Regions from separate parts of the Capra hircus genome. Here region 2 is linked to region 1. A link is a contact called in public Hi-C data. All regions are on one chromosome and are shown on one strand. Each heading gives the region's core, a stretch centred on a gene start, on an enhancer-like site or on the middle of the called end of the contact. The rest is flanking DNA. Distances are from core to core; before and after follow the strand shown. Region 1 overlaps PTPRE (receptor-type tyrosine-protein phosphatase epsilon). Region 2 overlaps PTPRE (receptor-type tyrosine-protein phosphatase epsilon).

The links. A called contact is a pair of places that touch in the nucleus more often than the background predicts.
Region 2: a contact with region 1 is called in a Hi-C map of blood, with 2.0 times the contacts expected there. The contact joins two enhancer-like sites. A contact is called at or near these places in 2 of 5 Hi-C or Micro-C datasets (both in blood).

The regions. Positions count from the first base shown.
Region 1 is chr26:4,555,280-4,560,017 of ARS1.2, reverse strand. It overlaps PTPRE (receptor-type tyrosine-protein phosphatase epsilon), which reads left to right. Exons shown (of 21, transcript XM_018041550.1): 14 at 1-12; 15 at 365-458; 16 at 1,748-1,824; 17 at 2,598-2,732. Among named protein-coding and RNA genes, the nearest start is that of MKI67, 47 kb to the right of the region's middle. Within about 2 kb of position 2,522, at least 1 of the 5 cell types and tissues checked has an H3K27ac peak or open chromatin away from gene starts, as enhancers often do.
Region 2 is chr26:4,588,787-4,593,524 of ARS1.2, reverse strand. PTPRE (receptor-type tyrosine-protein phosphatase epsilon) reads left to right here. Exons shown (of 21, transcript XM_018041550.1): 3 at 2,044-2,171. The coding sequence starts at 2,051. Among named protein-coding and RNA genes, the nearest start is that of MKI67, 80 kb to the right of the region's middle. Within about 2 kb of position 2,169, at least 1 of the 5 cell types and tissues checked has an H3K27ac peak or open chromatin away from gene starts, as enhancers often do.

The sequences.
Region 1 (4,738 bases), core at 1,273-3,772:
GAGGAGTTCAGGGTAAGCACCGACCTGCCCTCCAGGAGGACCGGCCCCGTCCACACGAGGCTGCTTGCAGCTGCTGCCTCCCTTAGGAACTCCCGGAAAAGCAAGGGGGTCCGTCCTGCCCGTGACTTTCAAGGGAAGAACAACGGGGACTCTCAGAGCTCTGCAGCCATGTCGGTGGCGGGGTGGGGGGGGGGGTAATATCATATGTGCACATTTTATCTCCCAAGACTCGGGCTGTGTCTGGAGGTGGAGACAGGCGTTTCCTCTGAGCGGGTGTCCCTGATGGCAGTGGGGTCAGAAGGCTGAGCAGTCTCTCAGGAACATCAGGGTTTTAACTGCGCGGCTGTGTCTCTCTTCGCTGCAGAAACTGACAAACGTCCGCATCATGAAGGAGAACATGAGGACAGGCAACCTGCCCGCGAACATGAAGAAGGCCAGGGTCATCCAGATCATTCCATGTAAGGGGCCGCCCGTGGAGGGTAGGCCCTCACGGCACGCGCCATCGGGCGGGTACCCTGGGGCTTCAGTCGCTGGAAGGTCGTTGACCACCCGCTCCTATAAACCAGGGGTCCAGGGCGGGGTGCCCTCGGGGAGCTCTGTCAAGTGTGGGGAAGAGAACACCCGCCTGTGAAGATGTGAGTGACCTAGGCTGTCCTGCGGGTGTCAGGCGGGCAGCTTGTGACCTGGACTTGGAGGCGGGAGAGGGAGGGGGACTTCCTGGAAGTGGAGAGATGAGCTTCGGGCCTGACGCGGTGCCTCCTGATTCTATGAGATGCCATCCCATCCTCCCCCAAGCCTGGGCAGAGGCACGACACCCCGCTGTACACAGAGTGGAGTTCTGGCCCGTGCTATGCAGCCAGACCCGAAGGGAACTCAGCTGAGACCTTCCAGGGAGAGGCGTTGGGGCTGGCACACCGTGGGCAAGGGAGGCATCGGGCACTGGGTGGCCTGAGGTCTAGGGGGACGGAAAGCCTACAGGCCTGGTAGGAGCAGAGGCATTGGAGGAACCCCAGGGGGAAGGGGAGGCGCCCGCCTAGAGGGGAGGTGGTAAGGCTCACCCAGACCTCTCCTCTGCATCCCCTCCTGGACTCCAGCTCATGCAGCAGCAGGCCCTCACATGGACCTGCCCAAGCCAGCAGCGCATGGGGCTGGGCAAGCCCTCTCCAGCCTCAGACCCTGGAGGCTCTGTGGCTGTGATGCCTCCGGCAGGCTATGCCACGTTGCCTGGCCGGCCACACTCCTTTGACACCTTAAATTTACTTTAATGTTTACGTTTCGGTATGAATGGCTTCAATTTAGGCTTCCCTGGGAACTCAGCTGGTAAAGAATCTTCCTGCCATGCAGGAGACCCAGGTTCGATTCCTTGATCGGGAGGATCCCCTGGAGAAGGGATAGGCTACCCGCTCCAGTATTCTTGCCCGGGGAATCCCCAAGGACAGTGGAGCCTGGCGGGCTACAGTCCACGGGGTTTCAAAGAGTCAGACATGACTGAGTGACCAAGTACAGCCCAGCACCTCAATTTATGACCGATGAAGACAATGAGTCAGTTATTTGAGAACTTTCCTCACAAATCACAGCTTCCCCTGGCCACTTGAAGGAACCTAGTTTAGGAAGGAAACCTTCCAAGGGGTTGACTGTATTTAGTGATATTATCCATAAGCTTTGTCTCGGAAGCTCCTAACAGCGAGTTCAAGTTTGCCAGGCAGGATGGGGTCGCTTCTGACCCACGGGATGCACTGCTTTACAGACGACTTCAACCGAGTGATTCTCTCCATGAAGAGGGGCCAGGAGTACACGGACTACATCAACGCATCCTTTATAGACGTAAGTGCCGGGCACCCGCCGGGCCTGTGTGCCTGGTGGGGATGATAGCTCCCTTTCCCTGTGATCACAGTCTCTTCACCTACTTGCTTTCACAATCAGAAAGGGTGGACACGCCCCCAGGAAGCCAAACCAGTTCATAAGCAAACACTTGCTGAAAAAAAAAAAAAATAAGGAACTCTGATATAGAGGATGTACGTGCACTTTTAAATAATTGGCTGCTTTTCCATTCTGCCTTTAAATACATCGTAACTTCTCTTTTGCTTCGCTGTTAAACTCTAGCCCTCTGTCCCTGAGCTTTCTGTCCTGTGACCACAGTCCGGTTCAGGCCCCGTCACAGGCTGCCTTGTGCACAGCAGAGCTGAATGGGCAGGAGACAGCATTGCAGTCAAGTCCATGTGTGGATTCTGGTTCACAGACGAGAGAACGCTGTGCTGGAGGGGGGTCACGCAGGCCCCAAGCCAGGACCGGGGAATTAACTCACTTCCTCTAACTCTGCACCCTCTCTGCCCTGCCTCGATGCTGTTAGCTGTGACACGTACAGACGCATTCTTAATAGAATCAAAGCCAGTCCAAGCAAGGGTCCTCTTACCTGGTACAGAGGTGAAGGGGCCCCTTGACCTGTTTTCTGGGCGTGTGCCATCTGGGGCTTGGCTCAGGCCCCGGAAGACTGAATGCCGTCCCTCCTGCGGCCCTGGGCTGTCCTAAAGCCACGTGTCCCAGCATGGGAGAGCGGCGGGGGGAAGCCAGACTTGAACCTCTGCTCCCATTTGAAGGGCTACCGGCAGAAGGACTACTTCATCGCCACCCAGGGGCCCCTGGCGCACACCGTGGAGGACTTCTGGAGGATGGTCTGGGAGTGGAAGTGCCACACGATCGTGATGCTGACCGAGGTGCAGGAGAGAGAGCAGGTCAGCCCGCCCCCCACCCCAGCGGCCTCCAGGGCCGCTCACACCCACCGGGTGCAGCCCACCCGATGGACTGCCTGTCCCTTGGGAACACCTCACCTGCCATCAGCTGTGAGGCCAGGCCACAGCTACTGAGGAGGGAGAGAGGCTGCAAATGAAAAAGGTTTTATTTCAACTCCCCCCGCCACTCCAGTTCATTGTAACTACCCATTGGCTGTTGCTCTTAGCTTACATTTTATTTAAAGTGAAGTCGCTCAGGCATGTCCGACTCTTTGTGACCCCATGGACTGCTACCAGGTTCCTCTGTCCATGGGATTTTCCAAGCAAGAGTACTGCAGTGGGGTGCCATTTCCTTCTCCAGGGGATCTTCCTGACCCGGGGATAGAACCCTGGTCTAATGCACCGTAGGCAGACACTTTACCGTCTGAGCCACATTTAACCTGCCTTGAATTTCTGCCATTTTGTGTTTGCCACAAATACATATTTGATCACAACCTGTTGAAGGAAAAGACCTTTATTCACTTTTCTTGGGGCAAAAGATGGAGGTATTGAAATGTGTGCCTAATTAATATAGTCCTGGTAGAAGTGAATGGATTAAATGTTTCTTTTCTCCCAGAGATCCATCTAGAGGCACATAATCTTCTTATTTTTATTTAATAGCATCATAAACACTTTTGAGCCCATCATCCAATCGAAAAACCAAACTTTGGCTGATAACATATACTTACTTACCTAGGTGTTTTCCCAAGAGGTATCCACTACCCTGAATTTGTGGAGTTTGACTTCTTTGCTTTTTAAAAACAGTTTTATTGGGACATAACACACATATCACGCAGTTCCTCTTTCTAAAAGGTCTGGTTCCGTGGGTTTTAGCCTACTCACAGAGTTGTACAGCATCACTAATTCAGATCGTTTTCATCACCTGAAAAGAAACCCCACACCCACGAATGATCACTGCCTACTCCCTCCTCACAATCCCTGCAACCACAGGTTAGTTACTTTCTGACTATGAAGTTGCCTCCTCTGGATATTTCATATAAATGGAATCATGCCACCTTTTTTTTATGATTGAGCACTTTCACTGAGCGTGTTTATAAGGCTCATTCATGAATCAGTTCCTCACTCTTTTTTTTTTTAATAGTATGGCCCTAAATTCTGTGTTTTCCTTCATTAGTGTTTGGACATTTGGGTTGTTTCACTTTGGGCTGTTACGAATACTGTTTTGAACACTCATGGACAAGTTTTTACGTGGACACATATTTTTATTTCTCTTAGGTAGATGCCTAGGGCTGGAACTGCTGGGGCCTGTCATAACTATATTGCAAACTCGTATCACTTAACTGTTCAAGCAGCTCCCCACCAGTAATGTACGAGTGTTCCCGTTTCTCCCCATCCTCATCAACACTGACAATCATCTTTTTAATTAAGCCATCCTAATGAATGTTTTCTTAGCTTTTTAAGAAATCTTTTTTTATCGAGTATATATATTCCTAAAGAAGCTACTGTTTAGTTCTGTCTGCTTTTCAACTTCATATTAAGAGGGCACCATTAAGGTATACAAAGGGGCTTCCCTGGTGGCTCAGCCGGTAAAGAATCCACCTGCAATGCAGGAGGACCTGGGTTCGATCCTTGGGTTGGGAAGATCCCCTGGAGAAGGGAACGGCTACCCACTCCAATATTCTGGCCTGGAGAATTCTACAGACTGTACACTGCATGAGTCACAAGGAGTCAGACACAACTGAGTGGCTTTCACACAAGGTATACAGTCTTCTGAGACTTGACTTTTCCACTTGAAGATATGCATTCGATATTTTGCTGTGTTGCTGCCTGTAACTGTGGCTCATTCATCATCATTTCCTTATGCTCCATGACACAAACTGTACATCCTGCATCCACTGACTTGCCCCTCCTTCTGTCCTGGGCATTTGGGTTGATTTCCTTTTGTTGTTTTACAGTGCTGTGGTTACTTTCTTGTATGTGTCTCATGATGCATGTGGAATTGTACGGTT
Region 2 (4,738 bases), core at 920-3,419, 34 kb before region 1:
ATTTGTCTCTCTCTGACTTACTTCACTTCGTATAATAATCTCTAGGCTCATCCATGTTGCTGTAAATGGCCTTATTTCACTGTAAAAGGGATGAGTACCGTTCCACTGTACTTCTGTGCCACTTCTTTTTCCATATATTAAGAGTATCATGACAGTACTCAGTAACAATTTATTTAATGCACTCTATGCAGAGCTGCCTGTCCGGGGTCGAGAGCTTTTGCGTCCAGTTGTTCTGGGTTCTGTTCGGGGCTCTTGCATTTCCTCTGCACAGAGTTTGGGCCGGTTCCCCCACGGGGCCTCAGTTTCTCAGTCCTGGAGGGATAATTGAGGGTCTGGTACCCATAGAAAAGGTCTAGCACGCAGTAGGCGCTCACAGAATGAGAGCTATTTTGTGCGTTTGGCTCGCTTTCTAAATCTGATATTTTGGAAAAAAAAAAAAAGAGAGGAAGGGACTGGAAGTGTTGATGGGGACGATGGTAGTTGCTCGGGGATAATTGCCGTAGATGCGCTCAGAATGGTCTCGTTCTAATAGCGGTGATTGCTGAGAGATGATTGGTGCTTTTTTTTGCGCTCGCTCAGAGGCTCTCTCAGATTATGAGGAACCCATGTTTCTTGGCTTCGGCCCATTCATATTTCTGAGAGAGGCTTCTTGCTGGAAAGTGCTGCCTGTGGGCCTGGGCACCCAGGCTGACCATGGGTGGGTTTATGGATGAAACGGAGGAGGCTGTCCAGGAGAGGGGATGCGCCGCTTGGCAAGTGCCACTGCCTGCCTTCACCTGCAGGGCGCAGGCGGGGTTTAGGAGGGCTTTCTCCACCACTCAGAGGTCATGTCAGGATGCCCAAGGGCCTGTGGTGTCTTGGCAAACTGCAACATCCTGCAGGTCTCATGGGCCAAAGAGCCTTTTCCTCTGTTGAGCCACATCATGGTCCAGGCTTGCCCAGTGCATCCACCCATCCACCCAATAGATACTTTCCTCTGCCCCAAAGTGCCCAAGTGGCTCTGCCAGATGAGCTGATCGCCCCCTGCCCCAGGCGGGGGCTTCCCTCTGCTTCCCCTGAGAGCTCAGACCCGAGCAGAGCCAGACGCAAGGCTGTCAGCCAGGAGTTGAGCAGCTTAGATGAGATGATGCATGAACACTGCAGGCCAAGTGCTCGGCTGAGAGGAGCCGCGACAGGACACCAGAACCTCCTCCCCGTGTCACCGCTCCCGCCTCACCAGTGAGGGGGCAGAGCTGGGCTTTATGACAATTAGTGAGGCTCTGGAGTGGGGACCAGTGGATGACCGGGGGCTGGAAGTATTCAGGAACCTTTTCCTGTAGCTCGGGTGGGAGGCAATCCAGGCCAGCACCTGGGCATAAGGCCAGGCTGTGGCTGTGGTCGTGACCACGGGGACAGCAGAGGTGGGTCCTATGCAGGTGGCCGATCCCCCGACCCCCCGGTCCTGTGACCACAGGCTGATCAACCCGCTCCTCCCTGAGCCCGCGATCCTTCCTGAGGGCAGTGATGCTGCCGTGAGGCAGCACAGGAACGCTCCGCCGCGTGCCGGCGGGCAGCGAACTGCTCCTACATGTTCGGCAAGTTACCGTCGGCGGCAATCCAGAAGCCAGGCTGAGCCACCTCTTTGAAGGGCTGTGAAGCTGCCGCTCAGAATCCCAGATGGCGTGTTGTTCTCAGAGTTTTTTCTCCCCAGGCACGTCCAAGTTCTTGTTTGTTTCCTCTCTCCCCCTTAAAATAGACAAACAAAAAAGGAAATTAACCTGAACAGCAGGAGCGTCTATAACCTAAGGGTAGTTACGGAGTTCCTAACCAGGCTTGTTCTAAGTTGAAATTAATTCCCGAGTGCAGGTGGAAATCGTGCCAGTACACAGACCTCTCCTGCTAGACAGACCTCTCCCAAAGCACCCCCAGGCCACCCTGATCCCCAGCCCACCTTTTTTTTTTCCTGGATCCCTCTGTGTCTTCCTTCAGTTTCCCGCCTTGTGGAGGCTGGCCAGCCCCAGGTGGGCAGTGGTGAGTCCTCTGAACCCCTCCTGCCTCTTCCAGGCTCGCTATGGAGCCCTTCTGTCCGTTCCTGCTGGCCGGTGTTAGCCTGCCCCTCGCCAAGGCTCTCAAGGGCAACGAGACCACCACTGCCACCGCCGCTCAGAGCAACTGGACCTCCACAACTGCAGGTAAGACCCCGCCGCCTCTTCCCCGCTGCCCTCCCACTCCCACGGCGCCCTGCCCCTCCTCCTGATGAGCTTGCGAGGTGATGGGCAGGTGAGTGGCTTCCTCAGCCTGCTTCTGACATTGCAAGTCTGTAAATCAAGCTGGCTAGGAACAGGTACCCAGGATCTGACTGGAGCAAAGCTGGGCACTCAGAAGGCAGCAGACATAGCCCCGGGCTGAGAGTCAGATCAGCTCCGGTGGGAACAGGAGAAACACTCGACTGTGCGGGACCCAATTCAGACTAATCCTGAGCAAACACTGATGAGTCCACAGCAGGTATCTAAACGCTGGCATTCCCTAAGAAGTTAGTATTTTGGATGATGAGATATTGGTATAGTAGTTGTGTTTATTTAAAAGAAAATAAGAGACAAAGGTCCAGATAGTCCAAGCTGTGGTTTTGCCAGTAGTCATGTACTGATGCGAGAGCTGGACCGTGAAGAAGGCTGAGTGCCGAAGAATTGATGCTTTCAAACTGTGGTGCTGGAGAAGACTCTTGAGAGTCCCTTGGACAGCAAGGCGATCAAACCAGTCAATCCTAAAGGAAATTAACCCTGAATATTCATTGGAAGGACTGATGTTGAAGCTCCAATCCTTTGGCCACCTGATGCAAAGAGCCAACTCATTGGAAAAGACCCTGATGCTGGGAAAGACAGAAGGCAGGAGGAGAAGGGGGCGACAGAGGGTGAGATGGTTGGATGGCATCACCAACTCGATGGACATGAGTCTGAATAAACTCCAGGAGTTGGTGATGGACAGGGAGGCCTGGCATGCTACAGTTCATAGAGTCACAAAGAGTCGAATACGACTTAGCGATTGAACAGCAAAGCATCTGTACCTTTCAGAGACGCATACTTGAGTGTGCATTAGAAAGGGATGGGGTGTCTAGGGGTGACCTGGAAAAGAGTGGGTGGCTGGGCAGGAGGTGGGCAGGGCTGTGGACCCACAGGGTTGATCCAAGAAAGTCTGGAGGCAGACCCACGGGGGTTCTTACTCTAGCCTGTCACTGATTTCATACGCTGGGAGTTAGGAAGGAGGAAAGGGAAAAAAATGTTGGATACATGTGGCAAGAGAAGCGTGCTCGGTGCCCAGACGGGAAAGAAGAGCACACGTCATACAGTCCCACATGAACGAAATGCCCGCACAGGCTGATCACTGCAGGCAGCTGTGTACGAGTGGCTGACTGGGGCTTGGAGGCTGGGGAGGGGTGGCAGGGGCCGGGGGCTGACCACAGATGGGCAGGAGTGATCTCAGTGGGTTGGTGAAGTTCTAAGGCTGGATGGTGGCGATGGCTGCACGGCTGTGAATTTACTAAAACACCTTGAATTGCGTGCTCAGAACGGGTGTGTTATAGCTGGTAAATTTCGTGCTCCGAACGAGTGTTTTATAGCTGGTAAATTTCACCTCCATAAGACAAAGTAAATGCCACACAAAGTTAAAAGAAAAGGAGGGAAGGAGAGAAGAGAAGCAAGAACAAACGCTGCTGAGTCGCCTGCCTGTGTTCACACCTAGCTCTGCCGCCGAGCAGCTGAGTGGCCTCGGCCTTGAGTAAGTCGCTGCACCGCCTTGTGCCTCCTTGTCCCCATTTGCAAGATGTGATGATAGTACCCACTTCAGCCAGTGCTGAGCGGAGTAAGACAGACAACTGTGCTGGGGTGTAGAGGACTCCTCAGTGTTGGCTGTTTGTAGCAGAAGAGTGTGCTGTAGGCGGCCTGTTCCCTGGCCAGACTCTCACCGCCCAGAGAGCTGGCGGTCCAGCATCTTCTAGCATCTCCTTCTTGGACGTGTGCCTGACACAGACAGAGATCCCGCTGGGTGAGTTCTGAGCCCCCAAGGAGCTGATGGGGACATCCTGGGCACCCCACGCCTCCCGGGTAGACTTGTAGGCCTGTCTGTGTCTGCTGGCTCCTGCCCGTGGCGGGCTCAGCAGGAGCCTGTAACCAGTGGGGGGCTGGACCCCCTCCCCCTACCCCTGGGGCTGTTGTCAGTCCCATCCGGCTGCTCCAGCCCCACCTCGTCCTTCCCCCGAGACTCCCAGACGTGACGCTCCAGGACTTCTGCGATAGGGTGTCACTTGGTATATGGGTCAGGGTTCTTCAGAAAAATGGAGTCCACAAGATGTATACTTATGTCTATACCTATACTTGTTACAAGGAACTGGCTCACTCGATTGTGGAGGCTGGTAAGTCCAAAATCTGCAGAGCCAGTGCCCTAGTTTCAGTCCAGAGACTGGCAGGCTGCTCTAGAAGCAGAAGGCGTGATGCCCCAATTGGAAGGCAGTCAGGCAGGAAGAATTCCCTCTTACTCACGGGGAGGCTCCGGCTTTTTGTTCTGTCCAGACCTTCAACTGATCAGATGTGGCCCACCCACCATGAGGAGGGCAGTCTGCTTTTCTCAGACGTTGATTCTCATCCAAACAGCATCCCTCTGGAAACACCCAGATTACTCAGATATATTGACCAATTATCTGAGCACTCTGTGGCCAGTCAAGTTGACCCATGAAATTAAGCATCACAACTTGGTCATGGCAAGC